2 separate regions of the Mus musculus genome follow, and region 2 is linked to region 1. A link is a contact called in public Hi-C data. All regions are on one chromosome and are shown on one strand. The core of a region is the stretch at or near the end of the contact, and the rest is flanking DNA. Distances in the headings are between cores, read along the strand shown.

Region 1 (7,073 bases), core at 1,851-4,350:
TGCCTGGCTGGTAACCAGCTGTTCGCAAGGATCTTTCTTCCTCATAGATGCACTTGTTAATCTGGGAAGGCAAGCCACTGGTAATAGAGTTTCTTGATCTAATTGTAGAGAGCTTCAACCCTCTTGCCTAACAATGAAAACTGGCCCAGCCCTGCACTCTTATAGACTCAGGGTTGCAGGCCTGTGTGGGGAGACCCAAAGCCTGCTGGTTTCATTGTCTGTCTCTTCTTTTTGGAATTCCCTGCTTTGGGACTCCCACATGGCATCAACGGGTCAGCTTAGCCTTTCCTTACTTAAAGCAAAAGTCGCTTTAAGTCAGTGGAAAATAAACTGATTCCAGCCAGCCAGGTTGCAGTTGGGAGGTTACTAGAACCCTCTTTGCTATTGTAGCTTTAATTTTGAGTTTTCAACTGTTTTGTTGTTTGGTTTTAATTTTTGGTTTGATCTGTTGTCCCAAGGCAACTCTCCAGAAGCACACTTTCATGGTTTTCCCTCCCTCTTTTCAGTTAGTAAGTAGCCTTCAGATCTATTCGATCTATTCGCCCTCCGAGGTCTCTGGAGTCACGCCTCCTCCACTGTTGAATGTGTGCTGTGGTTTGGAGTGTTGGGAATGTTGGGATGATGTGATCCCCCCTCGCTGTCACCCGCCTGTCCACTCCGCCACCTGGGCACCGTGGCCTGAGACTCCAGGGTGCAAACAGCCGAGGCAGTGCTGCTCTGGGGACTACAGAGGAAGAGGCAGGGAGAGCAGCTTCCTTAGGGAGCACAGAGAGCAGACGGCTCCCTCCAACACAAGGGAGTGGTAGGAGTGGAGAGATGGCTCCCGTACTTCACAGGGCTTCCTGCTCTTCTGGCCTGGAACACCAGCTTCAGACGCTTTGATGCCCTCCTGTGACCTCAGCAGTCATGTAACATGTGGCATATATTCACACACACACACACACACACACACACACACACACACACATACACACACACACACAAGAGACAGAGAGAGAGACGGAGAGAAACAGAAACAGACAGACAGACAGACAGTAAGCCATGATAGGAAAGAGGTGCATTTTGATTACGTTAAAACATCACAAAAATTTTTTTCCACCAGGCCCATTTAACACCAAGTTCCTCTAAGAAAATGAAAAAAAAATTTTTTCCAACAAGTAGACTATATTAAAGCCTTTAACTATCTATTGCTTCGTTTGAAGCTTGTAACATTTATACAAAAGATTTAAATATTTTTCATAAAACAGGTCCAAGTCTCTGAGAAGGGCCAGTTCTGTCGACGGTCCCTCATCTGTAAAAGTATGGATGAAAAACTATAGCTGCATGCTCCTGTGTCGTTTGACGGGGCTTTGACCTGGGTTTAAGGCCCAGCCACATGCCGTCCTGAGATGTAGCCCTGGAAGCAGAGACTCTCAAGGAAGGGCCTCACCACACAGAAAGTCTCTTCAGACTTTCTATCTCTTCTGGATGGCTCCAGACTACAGGGTCCCTCCACACTGCCTCTAGACCCAAAGCCCAGAGGCCCTGTTCTCAGCTGCTCTAGCAGCTCTTACTGGGGAGAAAACGATGTAGGAAGTTTCATTTCCCTCTCCAAGTGTGCAATAAAGCCAACAAGGACGCCTGGGGCTCTTGGCTCCCACCTTCCAGTGGCGGTGAAGGCTGCCTCCCTGTTTAGGAGTAAATTCCCTGGGAGGAGAACACGCAGAGTAATGAGACAGCAGTCGACCAGACGGAGAAGAGCATCACGGAGAAGTGTGGTTCCACTTCGTCATGGCGAGTGATGGCTTTACATCCCCACACCTTAATGAGTAACACAGTCCGAAAGGAAATGCTCAAACTGCATATTTTACCCTCTGTTCCTCAACACTAGTTTTGAATATTTTTTTTCAATTTTTATTATTTTATTTACATTCCCCTATTTTTGAATTTACAGTGGGAAAAAAAAAGTCCTGATTGAGACAATCTTTTTCAAATATAACCTTTCTTTGCTATTTACATTTAGTCAATATTAATTTAATATAATTTTTCTTAATTACTTCTGGGGCACCTTTCTTTAAATGAGAATGAATGGAATTATAAGCAGTTGGCAAGTCAGTATAGATGTGGGTGTCCACAACAGGGAAGCACCAAGCTACCCTGTACCATGTACTGCATGGTACTACAGTCATGGGTAACCATGCCAGGCTTAGAGCAGCCTCTCCAGGCAGAGGGCTCTGAGTAGCTCCAAAGTGAACATGCAGTATGGTAGGTGAGCTGCTGAGGAAACTTCTGTCCACTGTAGTCCTCCAGAAGGTACTGCCTCCAACCCAGGACCACCAGTGTGGATCACCCTGACAGCTGGCTTCTCCTCGCATGCTCATGAATGGCTTCCCTTCATGCTTGTGTGTGACCACTTGGCCTACCAGCCTTGGCAGTACTGCTTCAGCCTCGCATGCCTCCTGGAGACAACATAGCCTCTCCTTGCTTCGTGGACTCCTGTCCCAAAGCTTTCCCCTGGAAAGATCTTCTCCTTCTCGGGAGAAGACATTTTGTCTGTTGTTAACTTATTGAAACTCTGTTAAAGTGGCTGGGGAACGGATTCATGTTGGAGCTGTGGCAGTGGGCATCTTAAAATATTCTTCCCTCAGGGTAAAATGGAAGTTCTACTGAGAGTGGTGGCCAGCGTTTATTAGAGAGTCCAGTGGGAGGCAGTATGGGCTGTGGGGATTAGTACAAGGCAGCAGTTGTCTGCTAAGCTGCTGTGGCCCTGGCTTTACTATCACAGTGATGGACATGCACAGAGGGAGGAGAAAGACAGTGATGCTCACAGATAAGGAAGGTGTATGATAACAGTAGAGAGCCACTGCCTCAGCAACAGGATGGCCTTGTAGGAAAGATAGGCAGATCAAGTCTAATCCCTTGGGGACATTGGGTCAGAACTAAAACGTTTAATATAAAGCAAACAGTATAGATAGCATACCTAATTTGGTGGCTGAAATACGAGTGGCCTCTCTCATCTCTTCTTCCTCCAAAACCTGAGAGCCGTTGCTGATCTCATCAGGACATGCTGGGATGGAGGAAGCAGGTATGGAAACAAGAAGGTCACAGCTGCCAGCAGGCTGCAGTGTTGGACAGATGGCATTTCTAAGCCTTGCTTAAGAGACAGTCTTTTCCTATTAACATGAGAATGTTTTAAGCAAGCTGACTGGCAGGATCCTTAATCATTCAGATTGCTGTTAAGAACTCAGGATCTTTAGGAGGGGAAATTACTGCTTTCTCTCCTTGCTCTCATTGGTTTGGGGGCACAGCTTCTAGGCGTGGACACTGAATGAAGTCTGATGTGGGATAACACTGAATTGTTAGGGGGCAGGGAAATGAGCTCCAAGCTCCATTAACGAGGGATTGCTACATGCCTGATGCCAGAGTGCCTTGGGTTCTTCTCAGAAAAGAGGTGAGGAAGGCAGCAGGTATGGGCTGCAGCAGCGGAGGTGGAGAGGATGTGGGTGAGGAATGGGGTGTGGCAGCCTCATGCTCCATCACTCTCTCATGTTCATCACATGAAGCAATCCAGTCAGTCCTCCAGGGCTGGGCTCCTGCCAAGTGTCTGTCCTGTGTATCTACTGCTGTCTCCCTTTTAGTAAAGGATGTTTATCACACATAGCGTGACAAGTGTCCATTGCTCCCAGCTCTGGGATAAGCACCAGTTCACCAGGTAGACAAGATCTCATTTGCTCCATGCTGAGAAGACAGAGGCATGAAAGGAATCCCAGGGGTCTTCCAACCACAGCTGCTTGTCCAGTCCCACCAGTTAAAAGGGGAGCCAGACTAGAATGTGTGCCCTTCATTCAGGGTCCCTATTTGTGAAAGAGCAGGGTGACCACACCTAACTAAGCCTCCTACTTTCACCTAACAGAACTGTTGCCTTTAGGGTCCCTTTGAATGATGAACTCTGGTGGCTAAGTAGAACTCATATATAGTCACGTTGAAATCTGTATGAAATCAACCACAGGCCTCTCTTTCCATACACATGAGCTTGGCCAAAGCTTCAGCTGAAAAGCAATTGGAGCCGACTGTTGCTAGTGTCCTACTTATGGCAGGGTTTCTGAGCAGCTCTGGATGTGAAAGGAAACCTCAGGAGGGCCCAGAGCCTAGATCTGCAGTCCCTGGGATCTGAGGCCTTGGTTCTCCACCCACAGAGAAAGGTCTTCCCACCCTTGTTCCTGGTATTCTCCACCCCAAGGCAGCCCAGCAGAACCTAGACAAAACTGGACTGGGATAAGAACAGTTCTTCAACATCCCTTCACCTTTTTATCAGGTGTCCCAGGCAGCACAGAGGGGAGGAGGAGGAGGGTGGGTAACAAAATCTGTGAGCCAAGGAAATGCAGGCTGCCCAGTTTCAGGGCATCTTAGCCCTTTGCCATTTGAGCACTTTGCTCACAAACCCTGGGCCAGCTTTTAGGGCACAGTCACCTGCCTCCGCCCACTCCAGCCAAGCTGATCCTGCGGTGGCTTGTCCCAGCCGTGCCATAAGGGAAAGGATGCTTGTCTCCTTGGCAGGGCCTGGCAGCTGCAGCACACGGCACTGTGCTCCCTGGGTCACAGCACTGATAAGCACTTCTCAAGTTAGTGTGATAAATAAGAGATGCAGAGCAGCCTGGGCATGGTGCCTGGCTCATCTGTTGAGCCTGATAATTTGGAAACATCCCTCCAGAGTCTTGGATTTCAAGCTGGAAATATGTCCTTTAGTCTTCCTTCGGGTTTCTTTTCCAAGACTCTGTCTCCACTATTCCCCTGGGTCATGCAAAATGTGCTTTTGCTGTGGTGAGGGGGAGGTGGGGGGGGAAGGAGTTCCTTAAAGACAGATGGAGAAGCAGCATTTCTACTGTGCCCACGTAAGTCACAACCACAGTATATATTCCTGCTTACCTTGTCAGTCCTATTCCACAGTAAAATAGCTGCTGTTCTGTTGTGCTGTTAGTGATGCCTCCGAACTCTAACCAGAGGAAGACTCACTTGCTATGTTACTGCAAAGAACAGTGGATGCTAACTCTGGCCATGGCTACCTGCTATTAGAACCCTCTGACTCCTCTACTATCTATCCCAGGTTCATCGCAGCAAGGCCCTTGTGATACATGTAACAAGGAATTGACCGAGAACAGGGAAGGGTTCCTGACCACCCTCCTCATCCTCTCTCTTTGGTGGTTTAATTGTATTAGAGAGAGAAAGTCAATAAATGACATCAGTGTTTAATTCTGTTCCTGAGATTTCCAGCAGTGTGACAGATACACTGAAAAAATCCTTGGAAGTCACGAAGGTCAGGGCCTTCCCCCATTACGAGACCAGAGAACACTGGCTGTATCTTCTGAGTGCCATAGTCTATGACCTCTGAACAGCATAAAAAGATGTCTGCTCACGACTCTTTTATTTACTCTACAAGCGTCTGCCCAGTGCCTTGAGTGACTTGACATTACTGAAATGACTTTGAAAAACCCTAAACAGAAGATACCTTGTCGTCTTTTAGAACCACGCAATCAAATATGGAAGGCGGGTGCATCTACTTTGCAGCCTGTAGACTGCATGGTGATAACGACACTCACGTGCAAGGACCCAAGGCCTCGTGTTCTGAAGGGACAGCAGGAGGCTCGCTGCAGCCTTCCTTCAGGAGGTGGCCTTTATGGCTGGGTGTTGAGGTTGGGGTTAGAACCAGACAGTGTTTGCATCCTGGTTTTACCGCCAACTGACTGTATGGCTTTGGGTGGTGACATGACCCCTCAAGTCTCAGTTCTGTCACATAAACAGAATAAAGTGGCATCCAAATGTAAGGTGGTCTCTAAACCCAATCCGTACCACCATCATCTCCATGTGCCAGGCCTTAGTCAGAGTGAAACGTATCATTATATTAAACATGAATTCATTCTGACATAGTATAGATATTGCAAAGAAAAATAATTTAGTCAGGAATTCAGTAAGGATCTTGTAGTTCCTTTGTTGAACAAAACAGCTAATCCCAAAAGCAACATTAGCTCCTCCAAAACCACAGGCCCTTTAGCAAGGGAATCTGTAGGTAGGTTGTGGAACAAAGTTTGCATAGCACTGCTATAAATGTAGTGCATTGTTTATTCTTAAATAATCAAATAAATGAACATATTAAACATGTTTTAGTTCCTAATGTGGCAATACCATTAGACAAGGCCCAATATATCTCTTTGGAGTCTTCATGATTTTCTAATATCCAAAACAGATCTGAGACCAAAAAGTCTGGAAACCTCTTCCAGAGACCTCAAAGCCAGTGAGGTCTGGCTCAAAAACCAAGGTGGACAGCTGTAGGAGTAACGGCCAAGGTTACCCCTGGCTCTGCTCACTCACACATGTGCATATGCACCAGCACACACATAACCGTGTACACACATACATACACACACACACACACATACACACACACACACACAGAAGGTTACAGTAAAATGCAAGCAAAAATACTCGTGATGGCTGAACCATTTTGCTATTTTTAAAAAATAATAACTCTAGACATACTTTGTCTAAAGCAGGGTAGACTCACAGCAAGGCTTCATAGGTTTCTCCTATGCAGAGTCACCATGTTGCCATCGCTTTCTTATTCTTGGGCAGCAGTTTTCTCTGGAGAATCCCAAGGCCCCTCCTGGGGCTGCTGCTTCTCTAGGGTCCTCCAAGGCCTGTCTGTTTGTGATTTATCCATGGAAGATAGACTGACTTTCCTTCTATAGATTTTGGGTTCTATCTATCAAGCCAATCAAAGAATCCATCTTCCCACCTTTTTGAAACATTTGCACAATACGAGTGGTCAGTTGTTATTCTAACAACCACTCTTGGTTTTAGTTTTGGTTTTTTGAGACAGTCTTACTGTGTAGCCCAGGCTAGACTTGAACTCACAGTCTTGCCCCAGCTTCCTGAATGCCGGGATTAAAGGCATAAAATACCATGTGCAGTTTGCCATGCATATTAATAGTAATAATAATAATAATAATAATAATAATAATAATAATAATAATGGTACATTCAAAGACCAACTGAGACTTCTTATGCTTACAATTTTGTTTTAGCATTATATAATTTAT
Region 2 (7,254 bases), core at 1,460-3,959, 240 kb before region 1:
AATACTTCAGTGAAAAATATTTAGCTCTTATTTCTGAGCCTCAGATTATTTCTGAGACAAATAAAAAAAAAAGAAAGAAATTATCTCTCTCATCATAACTGAAAAGCTTGAAGAATTACCACATAATTATTTCTACTTCCTTTATAAAAGAACCTATTTTGTTAATTTCATCAAGTGTAGGTTTCACATTTCCCCACCACTGAGTCAATATCCATCTCTAAGTTGGAAATCATGTCTCCTACTGGTGGTGCTTCTCTGTCTTAATGCTATATAGCATGATGGTATCACCTTGTTTTGAAGACTGAGTAAGAAATCTTTAAAATTCAATTCAGTAAGAACTGAGAATATTTTAAAGAAGGCACATAAAGAAACAACAGAGGATTGAATTAGAATAATACAGAACGAGTTAGTTACTCAGACAGTGTGTATGGGAAACAAGAGGCAGTATCTCACTCAATATTGAATGGGGTTGAATGAGCTACAATAGCAAGCCCTCCAGTGTACACACACACTTGACTCATGGCACTTTTACTTCGTAATCAGTCCAGCGACCCAAAGGGAAACCAGTGTAAGAGGAGAACTCAGTGAGTCCCTAGAAAATAGGGGTTGGTATCACAGCCACAGAATACACTTCAACCACTATAGCAGTATTTTATGGTTTGGGGGAGATGTTGGTTGGTCGGTTGGTTGGTTGGTTGGTTGGCTTTCATTTTGGCTTAATTCTTTTCTGCCAAGGCTCAGTACAAAAGTAATTTATTCTGTTATCTCTGAGGTTATGTCTTGGTGCCCTCTAGAGGACACTGAGATTCCTGCATTAAGAAAGCTTCAGGCACCTTCCACATACTACAGACTGAAAATGGGATCATTCTTGGAAAAAAAATATTTTTAATCCTTAGTTTGAAATATGTACTCTTATTTAAATCAGACTTGCTAGTAACTGTGCTCTTAGCTAAGAGTGGTGGCGCACACCTTTAATCCCAGCACTTGGGAGGCAGAGGCAAGCATATCTCAGTTCAAAGCCAGTGAGTTTACATAGAGTAATGGTTCTCAACATGTGGATCGTTTGACCACCAAACCTTTCACAGGGGTCATCTAAGACCATCATAAAACATGGATATTCACACTATGATTCATAACAGGAGCAAAGTTATGGTTACAAAGTAGCAATGAAAATAGTTTTCTGGTTGAAGGTCATCACAACATGAGGAACTGTAGTAAGGATCACAGCATTAGGGAGGTCGAGAACTGTTGCAGTAGAGAGTTCCAGCCTGCTAGAGCTACCAAGTAAGACTCTGTCTTTAAAAAAGAAAAAACAAAGTAACCATATCTATTGTTCATAATATAGTTTGATTTTTTTTTTGACTTGTCCCAATCTTCTTGCTGTGCTCTAGAAGATAAAGTGGGATGACTTAGCTGCCAAAAAAGTGCCTGCGCCATTCAAGCCGGTGATCCGGGATGAGTTAGATGTGAGTAACTTCGCTGAAGAGTTCACAGAGATGGACCCCACCTACTCTCCCGCTGCCTTGCCACAGAGCTCCGAGCGACTGTTTCAGGTAAAGTTGCAGCATGCCAGACATGCTTTGGAAGAAAGCCAGTTTTCCTAGTGAGGTGGTTTGTTGGCATAAAATAAGAATTCTATAATCTCTTCAGAACTAAATTTAGAGATATGTTGAGGTACTATCTGGAAGTTTGCAGTTTACTAAATAGATTTTATTATAGTTTTTAATGTGTATGTTTTAGGTTTTTTTGTTGTTTTGTTTTGTTTTTTTGAGACAGAAGTTGGAGTTTTGGGATTTGGATTGTTTAGTGGGATATTTTGTCTGTTCATTTGAGACAGGGTCATGCTGTGTAACCCTGGCTATTCTGGAGCTCACTATATATAACAGACGCGTCTTGAACTTCTGCTTCTCCGTAGCTCGGATCAAAGGTGTGCATTCGAACAACCAACCTCTGTTTGTTTTTTATGACGAGGTATTCATTTTATACTTGAAAATTCATTTCTGCTGAGGCTCATGTGAAAATTATAATGCTATTTTATTTTTTACTCCATTCTTTAAACTATTCAGTGTTACCTGGACCTTTATCTTCAGTGAATAATAAATTATACATGCTCTCTAATTCTTAAAGTCTTGAATCGAGGGGGCCAGAGATGTAGAGTGCTCACCTAGCCGGCAGGAAACTCTGGCTTTAGTTTCTAGTACTGCATAAAACTGGGTCTGGTAGCACTCACCTGAAATCCCAGTGTTCCAGAGGGTAAGAAGTTCAGGGTCACCCTCAGCTACACAGTGAACACAGCTGCCAGTAGAACCCTGTCTCAAAAAAACAAAAATCAAAAACGGAAGGGAGGGAGACAAACAGATTTATTTTTAAAGACTTTGGGTTTAAAGTCCATGATTTCCATGCAATGATGGGCTATAATCTGGAAATGTGAGCTAAAATAAGTCCTTCCACTCCAAGTTGGTTTTGCCAAAATATTGTTTAAAGATTTATTTTTATAGTTTTGTACGTGTATGTATGTATGTATGTATGTATGTATGTATGTATATTGTATAGGATTCCTTGGAGCTGCAGTTTCAGCTTGTAAGCTGCCTAATGTAGATTATGCGACGAACTTAATGCCCTCTGAAAGAGTAGTGAGCACTTTGACTCTCTGTAAGAGTGTTTACCTGTTTGTTTTTGTCAGTATTTTATCACAGCAATATGTGTAGATGTGTGTATGTGAAATATTATATAAAGCACATTGTTTTGTATTTTAACTTTAAAAAATTAAAAGTGCAGAATATTTTTTAGGAAATGTTCGTTTACAGATGCAGATACTCTGTGCCTATTGAACTGTGTCATAGCTGCACTTCTCTGACCACTGACAGTGCCTGTAGTGTGGTTTGCTCTGGCTATTCAGAGTGTGCCTCTCACCTGTCCTATGACCCTGGAGAACATGGCCAAGGATCTATGTAGGTGGTAAACTAGTAAATGCCCTAGCTTGCACAGAGTAATTATGTGTCATTTATCACTCTGGCTTACCACATCATCCTTCCACTGGGGTATTATTTTCCAAAACTCAATTTTAAGTTTAGTTATTCTGAAAACATAGAATACAGATTCAATAATTGCTAAATTAAAGATGAACTTTTATGAAACTTGTTATTTTTGTAGTTTGAAACAGTTCTGGGGCCACTTTATTTGATGTGTTGACTGTGCCTCTTCTGAGGTCAGATGAGTTTATAAACAGATATTATCAGCAATGCAAAAGGTTCACAGGCTTGCATCAGATTTGGGAGTGGAATAGGGAGGAAGTCTTTCTGCCTTGATTTTTTGAGTTGGGCTAGTTCTGCCAGAAGATGGCAATATCTCCTTCTGAGAAGCATTTGCTATTGAGTTAATGCTGTATTCTGAATGCAAATAAAATTATCTTCATCTGAACATTTTTTTCTATGAAAAGAAATGATCGCCATCTAGACCGTGCCTAGCTGTGAGAGTGCAGAGCTTTGAGCTTTAGCATCTCTTCTCTTTTCAGGGCTATTCCTTCGTTGCTCCATCTATTCTCTTCAAGCGTAACGCAGCTGTCATAGATCCTCTTCAGTTCCATATGGGAGTTGACCGTCCTGGAGTGACAAATGTTGCCAGGAGTGCAATGATGAAGGTACATAGGTCTGGCTGCCTCAGTTTGGATCTGTGATTTGTGTGAATATTTAAACACCAACTGATGTTTTTAAGTCTAGTAAATTTACTAGATTATCACTCAACTAAAAGGCAACTTTAGAAAATGAGTAAATAAGTGGGAATAGCAGTGTTTTCCCCAGAAGATTGTCACTGCCAACCTGCATGAGCTCCTTTTTGCCATGATAAAACATGATATATTTTGGACAAATGTATAGATGAAAATATAAGCACACTAAATGAGTTTTAATTTATTGCTTTCAAATTTCTGAATCATTTCACATTAAATTACAGCTTTACATATACTTTGTGTATTACTACCAATCTTTTATTAAATTAAATAATGTTGATCTTTTATCAGGACTCACCCTTCTATCAACACTATGACCTAGATCTGAAGGACAAACCTTTGGGAGAAGGAAGTTTTTCAATTTGTCGCAAGTGTGTACACAAAAAAACTAACCAAGCATTTGCTGTCAAAATAATCAGCAAAAGGTATGGCCAGTCCTAGCAGTCTTTCTTGGGGCTTTTGACCACTTAGGAAGTTCTGGAAATTACGGAGAAGGAAATCAGTTGTTTCCTTTGCGAGACTTTTTGCACACATGCTTAGTTATTTGCCTTTTTAGCTGAGGTCCAATACTTCTAGCACTAGTGTTCTCTGATGATGTAATCAGTTTTGGACAAATCAGAATCTGTTGTGTTTTATATGAAAACTGTCTTGTGGTAATGATATATTTAATCAGATTTGCTTGGTGACTTTTATTTGTTGAATATTTGCAGTCAAAAGTATTTAGCAAGCTTCCTGATGGCTTTAAGAACAGAGCTAGCTAGTTCTGGTAACAGGTTATTACCATTGCTAAATTGTCAGCAAGAAGAGCATCCATTTCTTTGTATGACTAGCTCTCTTCTAATTCAGAGGTCATAATTTTCTTTAAAAAAAGTTTTACTTTCCTGGTGGGTGGTATGATTACTACTTTTGTGGATATGTCATTTTGAGACTTTGACACAGGCATTCTGAATACACTATAAATAAAAACAATCAGGGAGAGAGCGCTGATGTGAAACTCTGCTGGAAAACTATTTGATTTTGTAGGATGGAAGCCAATACTCAGAAAGAAATAACAGCTCTGAAACTCTGCGAAGGACACCCCAATATTGTGAAACTACATGAAGTTTTTCACGATCAGGTATTTCAAGGACTCCCTCCATCCGCGCACATGGGCTAGGTCAGATACAGGGTTCAACTTCTCACCAGTTTTATTGGTGCTGCTGAGTGAAGCTCAGGGGCGTCTACTATCACCCAGCCTCTGGGAAGGGGAGAGAAGGTAGCGCACACACCCTCACCTCTGCCTCAGTTCATCCTTTACTTCACCCATCTTGGCATGGGTGGATACAGAGGGGCAAGAGGCCCTCGTGCCACTGTCACAGATTGCAGTGTGCTTATTGTGAGTGTGGCTGCCATCCACCCTCACTTAATTACTTCGTAGTCAGTACTTAGTGACTTTAAGCCTTCAACATTCTTTACATTTCTAGCATCAGACAGACTGACTCTTAAGCCCACATGGTGCAAGTTAAAGGACAAATGGGAAGCAGAAAGACAGATGTTCCCTTTCATCTTGTTCCAGGTGGCAGCGTCTGCTCAGCCCCCAGGACAGGTTGTTCTATGCTCTCTTCTACTCTTAGCTCTGCTTTTCAACAGAAGTCTCACACGGAAGCCTGTCACTTGGACATGGCTGGTCCATAGCACCTCTCAGCTCCCTCCATTGCCACCTCCCATGCCTGAAATTGTGCTATTTATTCTTCTCTCTGATAATGGACAGGTATCAAAGCCTTCTTAGAACCTTAACTTGTTACCATTCTATGCCTATTAAGGCACAAATACCAAAACAAGTCCTGAACATGGTTTTTTTTTTTTTTAATCTAATTTTAACAACAAAGGACCTGAGATTCCTAAAAGTCTTGAGACTTGTACCAGGATCAGTAATCAGTGACAATCTAGAAAAGAGAACCTCTTCCAGGTACACATTATTCTATTGTTGTGACATTCTTGACTAGAGTAGCTTTTGGGACTCAGTTCTGAGTACCACAGCTAAGAGTGACTCATTATGGTGATATCAGGTGGTAGCAGGAACACATCGTAATTATAACTTTTGCCTCCGTTTATGCAGTATGTGGTCCAGGTGCTGTACTGTAAACTCTACATGTATTATCTTAGTCCTTGCTTAACACTGTGAAGTCAGAAAACAACTCATAGAAGTTTAGGTACCATTAGTTAGCCTTAATGGTAAGGCTGGTATCTAAGCCCCACCATCCCAACTTCACAACGCAACAAGCTTTTAATTACTTTGCTATGCTAGTCAGAGGAGGCAGATACACAGCCTGTTGTTATGTCAGGTAACAAATATCTGAAATTGGTATCATCTTCTCCTTCCCCTGGTTCTTATGAGAAAAGAAGCTTTTGAAGCAAGAGCTCTTGAGGCTGCTGCCCTTGCACCTCCACTGCCTTAAGGCTGCTGTCCTTGCACCTCCACTGCCTTCTGCCTTATTGACCTACTCAGTCAGATTCTCATGAGAGCAGTGAAACCCTGGCCATTTGAGGTGCACACTAAAGACAGTGTCCTGTTGGTGCAAATACAGAGGAAACTCACCTATCAATCAAGAAAGTGATGGATGACCTTAGACACCCCCACCTGCAGTTTTGCAGATCACTGTATCTCAGTCCAAACTTTGGATCTTGAAACTTCTGACTAATGTCATATCTCAAGAATTCTATACCAAGTTTTAAAATTTATGTTAAAAGTTTATTTTTGTCAATTTTTAAATTTAAGAGTCACTGGAATAGGGCTTTTCTTATGATCTAATGCCACATGTAGTATAAATATAATAATTGGCTGCTATGCACTTGTTGAAATATGTCTCTAGAGTTTTACCCATGATAGGTGACCCTCATCTCTATCCAATCTTTTTTCCAACCACGGGTGATGGCGATCAAGAGTGACTCTTCAGCCTTCACAGTAGTGCTGCTCACTTGTGCGCTGGGATCTTTTTATATCCTCTGTATGTTCCTAACTGCTGCTGTAACAAATTACCACAAGCTTAATATGTTTACTGTTAAACAATGAATGGAGATAACAAGTCTACAATCAGGTTCTCTGATCTGTAATCAAGGAGTGGACAGAGCTGGCTCCTCCTGGAGACCCTAAGGACAACTTGTATACTTGACTTAGCTTCTGAAGGCCACTCATTTTCTTTAGCTTGTTACCCCTCTATGCACTACTCTGATCTCTTCTTGCATAGTCTAATCTTATACCTTAGATGCTGGTCAGTAACTCAGGGTAATCATCCCATCTCAAGAATATTAATGATGGGCTAGCAAGATGGCCCAGTGGTTCAAAGCTCTAGGTTCAATTGCCAGCACCCATGAGGCATCTTACAATCATCTATAACTATAGTCCCATTGGATCCAATGCACTCTTCTGGTGTGTAGACACGTATGCATACATACTTATTTACATACATACATACATACATACATAACACATGCATACATTCATATATACATATGTACATATATGTGTACATCTTTTCAAAAAAAGA

Evidence for each region. A called contact is a pair of places that touch in the nucleus more often than the background predicts.
Region 2: a Hi-C map of the N1E-115 cell line shows a contact between it and region 1, with 14 times the contacts expected there. The contact joins two enhancer-like sites. A contact is called at or near these places in 8 of 484 Hi-C or Micro-C datasets (the 3T3-L1 cell line, the N1E-115 cell line, cerebral cortex and 5 more) and 3 of 9 other capture datasets (adipose tissue, embryonic stem cells and liver).

Annotation. Positions count from the first base shown.
Region 1 is chr12:100,333,933-100,341,005 of GRCm38.p6, reverse strand. The region is part of intron 17 of Ttc7b (tetratricopeptide repeat domain 7B); the gene reads left to right. Among named protein-coding and RNA genes, the nearest start is that of Gm51958, 12 kb to the left of the region's middle. Within about 2 kb of position 3,100, at least 45 of the 459 cell types and tissues checked have an H3K27ac peak or open chromatin away from gene starts, as enhancers often do. A contact at or near this core is called in the N1E-115 cell line and cortical neurons, where this site is marked.
Region 2 is chr12:100,572,021-100,579,274 of GRCm38.p6, reverse strand. It overlaps Rps6ka5 (ribosomal protein S6 kinase, polypeptide 5), which reads left to right. Exons shown (of 17, transcript NM_001330702.1): 9 at 1,392-1,553; 10 at 3,515-3,640; 11 at 4,019-4,152; 12 at 4,751-4,844. Among named protein-coding and RNA genes, the nearest start is that of Ttc7b, 55 kb to the right of the region's middle. Within about 2 kb of position 2,709, at least 12 of the 459 cell types and tissues checked have an H3K27ac peak or open chromatin away from gene starts, as enhancers often do. A contact at or near this core is called in the N1E-115 cell line and cortical neurons, where this site is marked.